Linked DNA regions of Mus musculus: region 2 is linked to region 1. The links are chromatin contacts, called in public promoter capture Hi-C maps. All regions are on one chromosome and are shown on one strand. Each heading gives the region's core, a stretch centred on a gene start, on an enhancer-like site or on the middle of the called end of the contact. The rest is flanking DNA. Distances are from core to core; before and after follow the strand shown.

What was found. Capture Hi-C pulls out chosen DNA fragments and counts their contacts.
Region 2: a promoter capture Hi-C map of liver shows a contact between it and region 1, with 2.1 times the contacts expected there. The contact joins the promoter of Amigo3 here to the promoter of Rbm15b in region 1.

Annotation. Positions count from the first base shown.
Region 1 is chr9:106,885,508-106,888,760 of GRCm38.p6, reverse strand. It overlaps Rbm15b (RNA binding motif protein 15B), which reads left to right and starts at 1,686. Exons shown (of 1, transcript NM_175402.5): 1 at 1,686-3,253. The coding sequence starts at 1,794. Manf (mesencephalic astrocyte-derived neurotrophic factor) reads left to right here. Exons shown (of 4, transcript NM_029103.4): 4 at 1-8.
Region 2 is chr9:108,051,515-108,054,767 of GRCm38.p6, reverse strand. Amigo3 (adhesion molecule with Ig like domain 3) reads right to left here and starts at 1,609. Exons shown (of 1, transcript NM_177275.4): 1 at 1-1,609. The coding sequence starts at 1,388. Gmppb (GDP-mannose pyrophosphorylase B) reads right to left here. Exons shown (of 9, transcript NM_177910.4): 9 at 2,848-3,253. It overlaps Rnf123 (ring finger protein 123), which reads left to right. Exons shown (of 39, transcript NM_032543.2): 36 at 2,181-2,323; 37 at 2,460-2,554; 38 at 2,648-2,733; 39 at 2,808-3,096. The coding sequence ends at 2,928.

The sequences.
Region 1 (3,253 bases), core at 437-2,936:
AGAGTTGAGCTGGCACAGTATTCTGTCCTATAGATTACTGGTTTATCTTTCCAGTCTGAAAAGATCCCTCAGCCTGCCAGTGCTGAGGGCCTGAAACTCCCATAACAGGACTTAAGAGCTTGGGCAGCCAATGTCTTGTGGGTTTGGGCTTCTGGGTGTCTGATACTTCAGCCTGGTGAGGTTAGACTTGACCCCTGACCCCCACCCCCATCCAGTCCAGTAGCAGGGGCTGAAGGTTCTTGAGCTGCTGTTAAGTCTAAAGGACATTTACATTTGGCTCAGCCTATGCAGAAGGAGAACTGTGAGCTGAGTACAGGTGGTCAGACCATAGCGTATCTTTACCCCGCCTGGTACTTAAACTATTCATTCATCGGGGTTCCAGTCTAGCATCAGAACAAGGACCCTTGCTTACCTATATTTTTGGCAAAGTTGGCAGGAATCGGTTTACAAAGAAGCAGTGTGAGCTGGTTGTAGTGGAAGGCCTGAGGGAGTTGTGTGCACTGTGGTTTTCAGTTGCTCCCTTTGCTGGCACTTGTGAACTGTGCCTCAGTGGGGAAACTTTGCTCCTGCTGCCTCCAGAGATAATGAGAAAGGAGCAACTGCTAAGAAGTTATGTTTTCCAAAAGGCTCGTCTTAGCTATCTTCTTGTGTGGTCCCCAAATTCACTTTGCATTCGCAGGGCCTTACATGAAGCCCTCTGCTGTTTCTTCCAAGTTCCTCCTGCACTTTCTCCTCCTGCTGGTTGCTTTCTGCTTATGGGAGGAGGGAAGAGCTGGGTGCGTTCTTCGACATCCTACAGATGCATCAATGATCCAGCAACCGTCTGTGGAGAGCATAAGCCCTAGGGGCCTTTGAGTACTCTTGCCGGTACTTCACCTCATCTCCTGGATGTGGTCAGAACACTGGCCAGCAGTCTGTCAACTTGGCAAGAAGTGATAATGGCATTACCTGCTCTTTACCCTTGGCTCAGCAGCCCCACCTTCCCAGCCTCCTGTCCGCCCAGACACCTACAGCAGAAATTTGGACCCAGTGGCACCAAGATGCCTGTCTGTAGGTTGCAAACGCATTCTAGTTTCTGTACCTGGACCCCGGGGAGGTCTCACCTGTGTCTATCAGGACAGTGCCTGAAGAATTCGAATGCATAAGATGCCTGGATGTGGGTCCTAGGCAGGGTGTAGGCATCCTTGTGTGTCTATTTTCAAGGGGGCCAACTCTGGTCCTAATCAGAAAACTCCATGGAAGGAAATAGAGTTTCTTCAATCTAGTGGCAGGTTGGAGTGGGACGCGCAACACTTGGCTTCGGGCCAAGCGGCCACACCTGCTCCGGTGGGCGTGGCCCCGAGGCGGAAAAAGATAGGCGGACCCGGAGTAGCAAGCAAGCCCTGGAGCACAAAGCGAAAGCGCAGCCGCGGCCTGCCGAGCTCGAGAGGGAATCTGCGCGCGACCCAGGAGCCGGGTGCCTGGGCTCCGGCAGCCACGCGGCGGCGCCAAAGCTCGCAAGACAGGCCGCTTCCTCTGGTTGCCAAGATGTCACGTGGTGCGGGGCCACGGAGCTCCGTGATAGGCAGCGAGCGAAACTCTCGGCCCGCCCACCGCGGTCACGTGTCGCGGCCGGCGCAGCTTGATAACGCAGCGCCGGGCCCCTCGGCGCCGCTCCCGCCCCGCCCCGCCGCCGCCGCCGCGCCGAGTCCTTTTGTCCAAGATGGCGGCGCCGGGGGCGCTGCCTCCTGGGCCGCCGCCGCCGCCGCTCTGAGGGACCCGCGGGCCGCCCGCCCGCCCGCCGAACCGGCGCGATGAAGCGGCAGAGCGAGCGAGACTCCAGCCCGAGCGGGCGTGGCTCGTCATCGTCCGCCAAGCGGCCGCGGGAGCGCGAACGAGAGGCAGAGGCGGGCGGGCGGCGGGCAGCGCACAAGGCCTCCGGCGGTACCAAGCACCCGGTCCCGGCGCGGGCTCGCGACAAGCCCCGCGGCAGCGGCGGAGGCGGCGGGCATCGCGACGGGCGCGCTGCCGGGGATGCGAATCACCGGGCGAGCGGCGGGCGCTCCTCGGGCGCGCCCGGAGGCGGGGGACGCACCGGCAAGGCCTCCGGGGACCCGGGTGCTGGCGGCGCGTCGCCCCGCGCATCTCCACTCCCGCCGCCCCCGCCGCCCCCCGGGGCGGAACCCGCGGGTCCGGGCTCCACCGCGGCTCCGGAGTACAAGACGCTCCTCATCAGCAGCCTGAGCCCCGCGCTGCCGGCCGAGCACTTGGAGGACCGGCTCTTCCACCAGTTCAAGCGGTTCGGGGAGATCAGCCTGCGCCTGTCACACACCCCGGAGCTGGGCCGCGTGGCCTACGTGAACTTCCGGCACCCACAGGACGCGCGGGAGGCTCGCCAGCACGCCTTGGCCCGGCAGCTGCTGCTCTACGATCGCCCGCTCAAGGTGGAGCCGGTGTACCTGCGCGGCGGCGGGAGCAGCCGGCGCAGTAGCAGCAGCAGCGCCGCCGCCTCCACGCCGCCCCCCGGGCCTCCCGCGCCCGCCGACCCCCTGGGCTATCTGCCCCTGCACGGTGGCTACCAGTACAAGCAGCGCTCGCTGTCTCCGGTAGCCGCCCCGCCCCTGCGGGAGCCCCGCGCGCGGCACGCCGCCGCAGCCTTCGCCCTGGATGCTGCTGCCGCGGCGGCCGTGGGACTGTCTCGAGAGCGAGCCCTGGACTATTACGGGCTGTACGACGACCGCGGCCGCCCGTACGGCTACCAGGCCGTGTGCGAGGAGGACCTGATGCCGGAGGATGATCAGAGAGCCACTCGAAACCTCTTCATCGGCAACCTGGACCACAGTGTTTCTGAGGTGGAGCTTCGACGGGCCTTCGAGAAGTACGGCATCATCGAGGAGGTGGTCATCAAGAGGCCTGCCCGCGGCCAGGGTGGTGCCTATGCCTTCCTCAAGTTTCAGAATCTGGACATGGCACACAGGGCGAAGGTGGCTATGTCTGGCCGGGTGATTGGCAGAAACCCCATAAAGATAGGCTACGGCAAGGCTAACCCCACCACCCGCCTCTGGGTGGGTGGTCTCGGACCTAACACCTCGCTGGCGGCCCTGGCCAGGGAATTCGATCGCTTCGGGAGCATTCGGACCATCGATCACGTCAAAGGAGACAGCTTTGCCTACATCCAGTACGAGAGCCTGGACGCAGCCCAGGCTGCCTGTGCTAAAATGAGGGGCTTCCCCTTGGGTGGTCCAGATCGCAGGCTCCGGGTGGATTTTGCCAA
Region 2 (3,253 bases), core at 360-2,859, 1.2 Mb before region 1:
GGCTCCAGGAAGACCACATGCTTGTGGACACTGGCCTTGCGGCTGGGTGCATCTGGTGGCGTAGTGCTAAGCATGGAGGACTGTGCGCTCAGCTCCTGGAGTGGACTGGATGCCCGGGGCCAGCAACGGTTGCGGCAGGCCCGCTGACAGCAGTGACAGCAGCCACGACAGGGTGGTGCAAACAAGTAGAGCAACACCAGCACCAGGCCCACAATACAGCCCAGCAGGGTGGTAAAGCCTGTGTTGAAAGTCTCTGGCTCGGGGCGAGCCTTTTGCACACTCACATTGTACTCAAGTGTCTGGTTGTGGTGCAGGCGGGGCCCACTGGCCAGGCACACAAAGACGCCTGCGTGCTGCTCTTGCACCCTGCCTATGGCTAAGCTGCCATCAGCCAACACAGCGATGCTACCATCCTGAGAGGCTGGCGCCACAAGCAGCTCATTCTTCGGGGAGACCCAGGCCACCCGAGTGGCAGGCACACTGGTGTTGCAGAAGAGCCTCAGGGACTGGCCCACCTGCGCGTGCAGCTGCTCTTCAGGCAGCTCTAAGCCTGGAGCTGCAGCCACAGAGCAGTTCTTGAAGACCCGGCTGTGCTCAAAAAAGCGCACTCGGGACTCTGACACCTTAAAGACCAAGCATGTGTACTCGCGTTCAAAATCATGCAGGGCACTCAGGCCCCGCTGGTGCCAGCGCCGGAGCAGGTGGTAGAGGCTGCAGTCACAGGGCAGCGGGTTGTTGTGCAGGTAGAGCCTGTTCTTGAGATAAGTTGGCAGTGCAGCCAACTCAGGGATGGAGATATGTTTCAGCCAGTTGGAGGAGAGGTCCAGAGTCCGCAGGCGGGTTAACCCCAGACCGTGCAAGTGGTTGAAAGAGAAAGAGGAGAGCTCGTTGCAGCTGAGATAGAGGTGGCTAAGCATGCGCAGGCCCTGGAAGGCATCCAGGTCCAAGTGCATCAGGCTGTTATTGAACAGAAGTAACTTCTCCAGCTCCTCCAGGCCATCCAGGTCATGGGTATGGAGCATCCTTAACATATTAGAGGACAGGTCAAGTGTCCTCAGGCCACTGGCATTGGTGAACGCACCATGGCCCAGGACTTCCAGCTTATTATAGCCTAGGTGCAAGGCACGCAGCCGGGAGAGGGGCGCTAACCACCCCGGGTGCAGGCGTTTGAGTGCGTTGTGGCTCAAATCGAGTTCTGCAGCAGTGGTAGGCAGTGCTACCGGCAAGTCCTGTAACCCACGGCCCGCACAGCTCAACACATCGGCAGCACAGATGCATATATCGGGGCAGTTGTGGGGAGCAGGAGGCAGAACATCCTCCAAGTCTGAAGTGCCCAATCCAGCACCCAACATGCATAGTAGTATACCTGATAGCACTAGCCAGGCCATGCCAGTGACTACCAGGGAAGATATGGGGACAGCTCAGTGCAGGTCAACAGCTCCAAGACTCACCTACTTCTGCACAGGCTTGCGGATTGTGGTTCCCTATGGCCCATGGCTCGAGAGGCACAACGCTGGCTCCCCCTGCCCAGCCGGCTTCTCCTGCTCTTCTGGTCTGGGTTGTGAGGTGGGGCCCGCAGCCCTTCTTCTAGCTTCTCCAAGAGCTTTCTGACTGGATTCTAAGTACTAGCTAGGAAATGACCGCTCAGGGGCGGGGACCTAAGTTCCCATTGGCTCCTGCTGTTAAGGGGCGGAGCAGCCACATCTCTTGGCACTTAAAAAGCCAGTGTGGCCACCAGAGGGCCCCAGTGTCCCAGTCTGCTTGGCTGGAAGCCTGACTTCCCTCTTGAAGAGCAAAAGGACTTAGGGGAGAATGCCTTCAGCCCTCAGAGGATTGGTGTGTAATGGGGTAGGTGGAGTCCTTGCTGCTCTCTTAGATTTACTTATGTCTGTGTATGTGAGCATTCGTGCAGACGTCGGACGACGACTTGTGAGGTTCTGGGGATCAGACCCAAGTTACCATAGCTGGTAGCAAGCACCTTTTTATCAATAGCACCCTTCTCTTTAAACTGGTATTCAGGTCATGTGGGACCAAACACCTGGGAGGGTTGGTAAGTAATAGGGGGGAGAGTGGAGGCATAATAATGAGCGAGGCCTCTGGATATTCATCTGTCCCACGTGGAGAAAATGTTCACACAGGCTCAAAGCCTTCCTACGACCTATGCACCCTCCCCTACCTAGGACAGAGCAAGCCACCTCTGTGCTCCTGGCTGATCCCTGCTTCCAGCTTCGTTCCATATGCTATCTCCTGGGGCAGCCAGAGCCCCTAGCACCTGGCACTACCTTGCCTGCCCCTGACCGGAAACGCTTCTCTCTACAGAGTTGTAAGTGAACCAGCGGGTGGGTCAGGTCAGGGAAGAGTTTCAGGATCCTCAATAGCAAATTCCCTGCCTGGGAGTATTCAAGAGGCACTGAGTTCTCAGACGACAGGGGCCCTGATGCTACCTACTACTGATGCAGATACAGATTATATCAGCGCTGAGGAGCTGGCCCAGGTGGAACAGATGCTGGCTCACCTGACCGCTGCATCTGCCCAGGCGGCCGCCGCCTCCCTGGTGAGTGTGGCATAACAGAGGCCGTTTTACTAATCTGTAAACACCAGGACAGGGGTAAGGATCCCAGCCCAACTCCTCCACTCTGCCCTGTAGCCCACCAATGAAGAGGACCTCTGCCCAATCTGCTACGCCCACCCCATCTCTGCTGTGTTCCAGCCTTGTGGTCACAAATCCTGCAAGTAAGTGGGCCCCATGGACTTGGGGAGGCAAATTAGGACGCACGAGGTAGCACTCCTTCCCTCCCCTCTTGTAGAGCCTGCATCAACCAGCACCTGATGAACAACAAGGACTGCTTCTTCTGCAAAGCCACCATTGTATCTGTAGAGGACTGGGACAAGGCAGCCAACACAAGCGCCATGTCCTCAGCTGCCTAGGCCATCCTGGAAGCTCCGCCATCAGCCGCAGACCGGGCCCTGTTTACCCATCACCCTCACTCTTACCACTTCCACCCACCCATCTGCCTGTGTGTAGCCTCGCTGGTGGGAGCCTGAGCTTGACTTCCAGTCCAGGCTACAGTGAGCATTAAATTATTATTCCAAACAGCCCTGGGCCCGCTCTTCTTGAGGGAGTGGGGGCTTGTGGGTTACACCCAGCAGGGTCCTGTCCATGTCTGTCCCCACCAGAAGGCAGAAGTCCGACAGCTTCAGAGTCATCCACTCCTCCCTAGACAAATGGCACCAAGTCCAGGGCCTCGTGAAG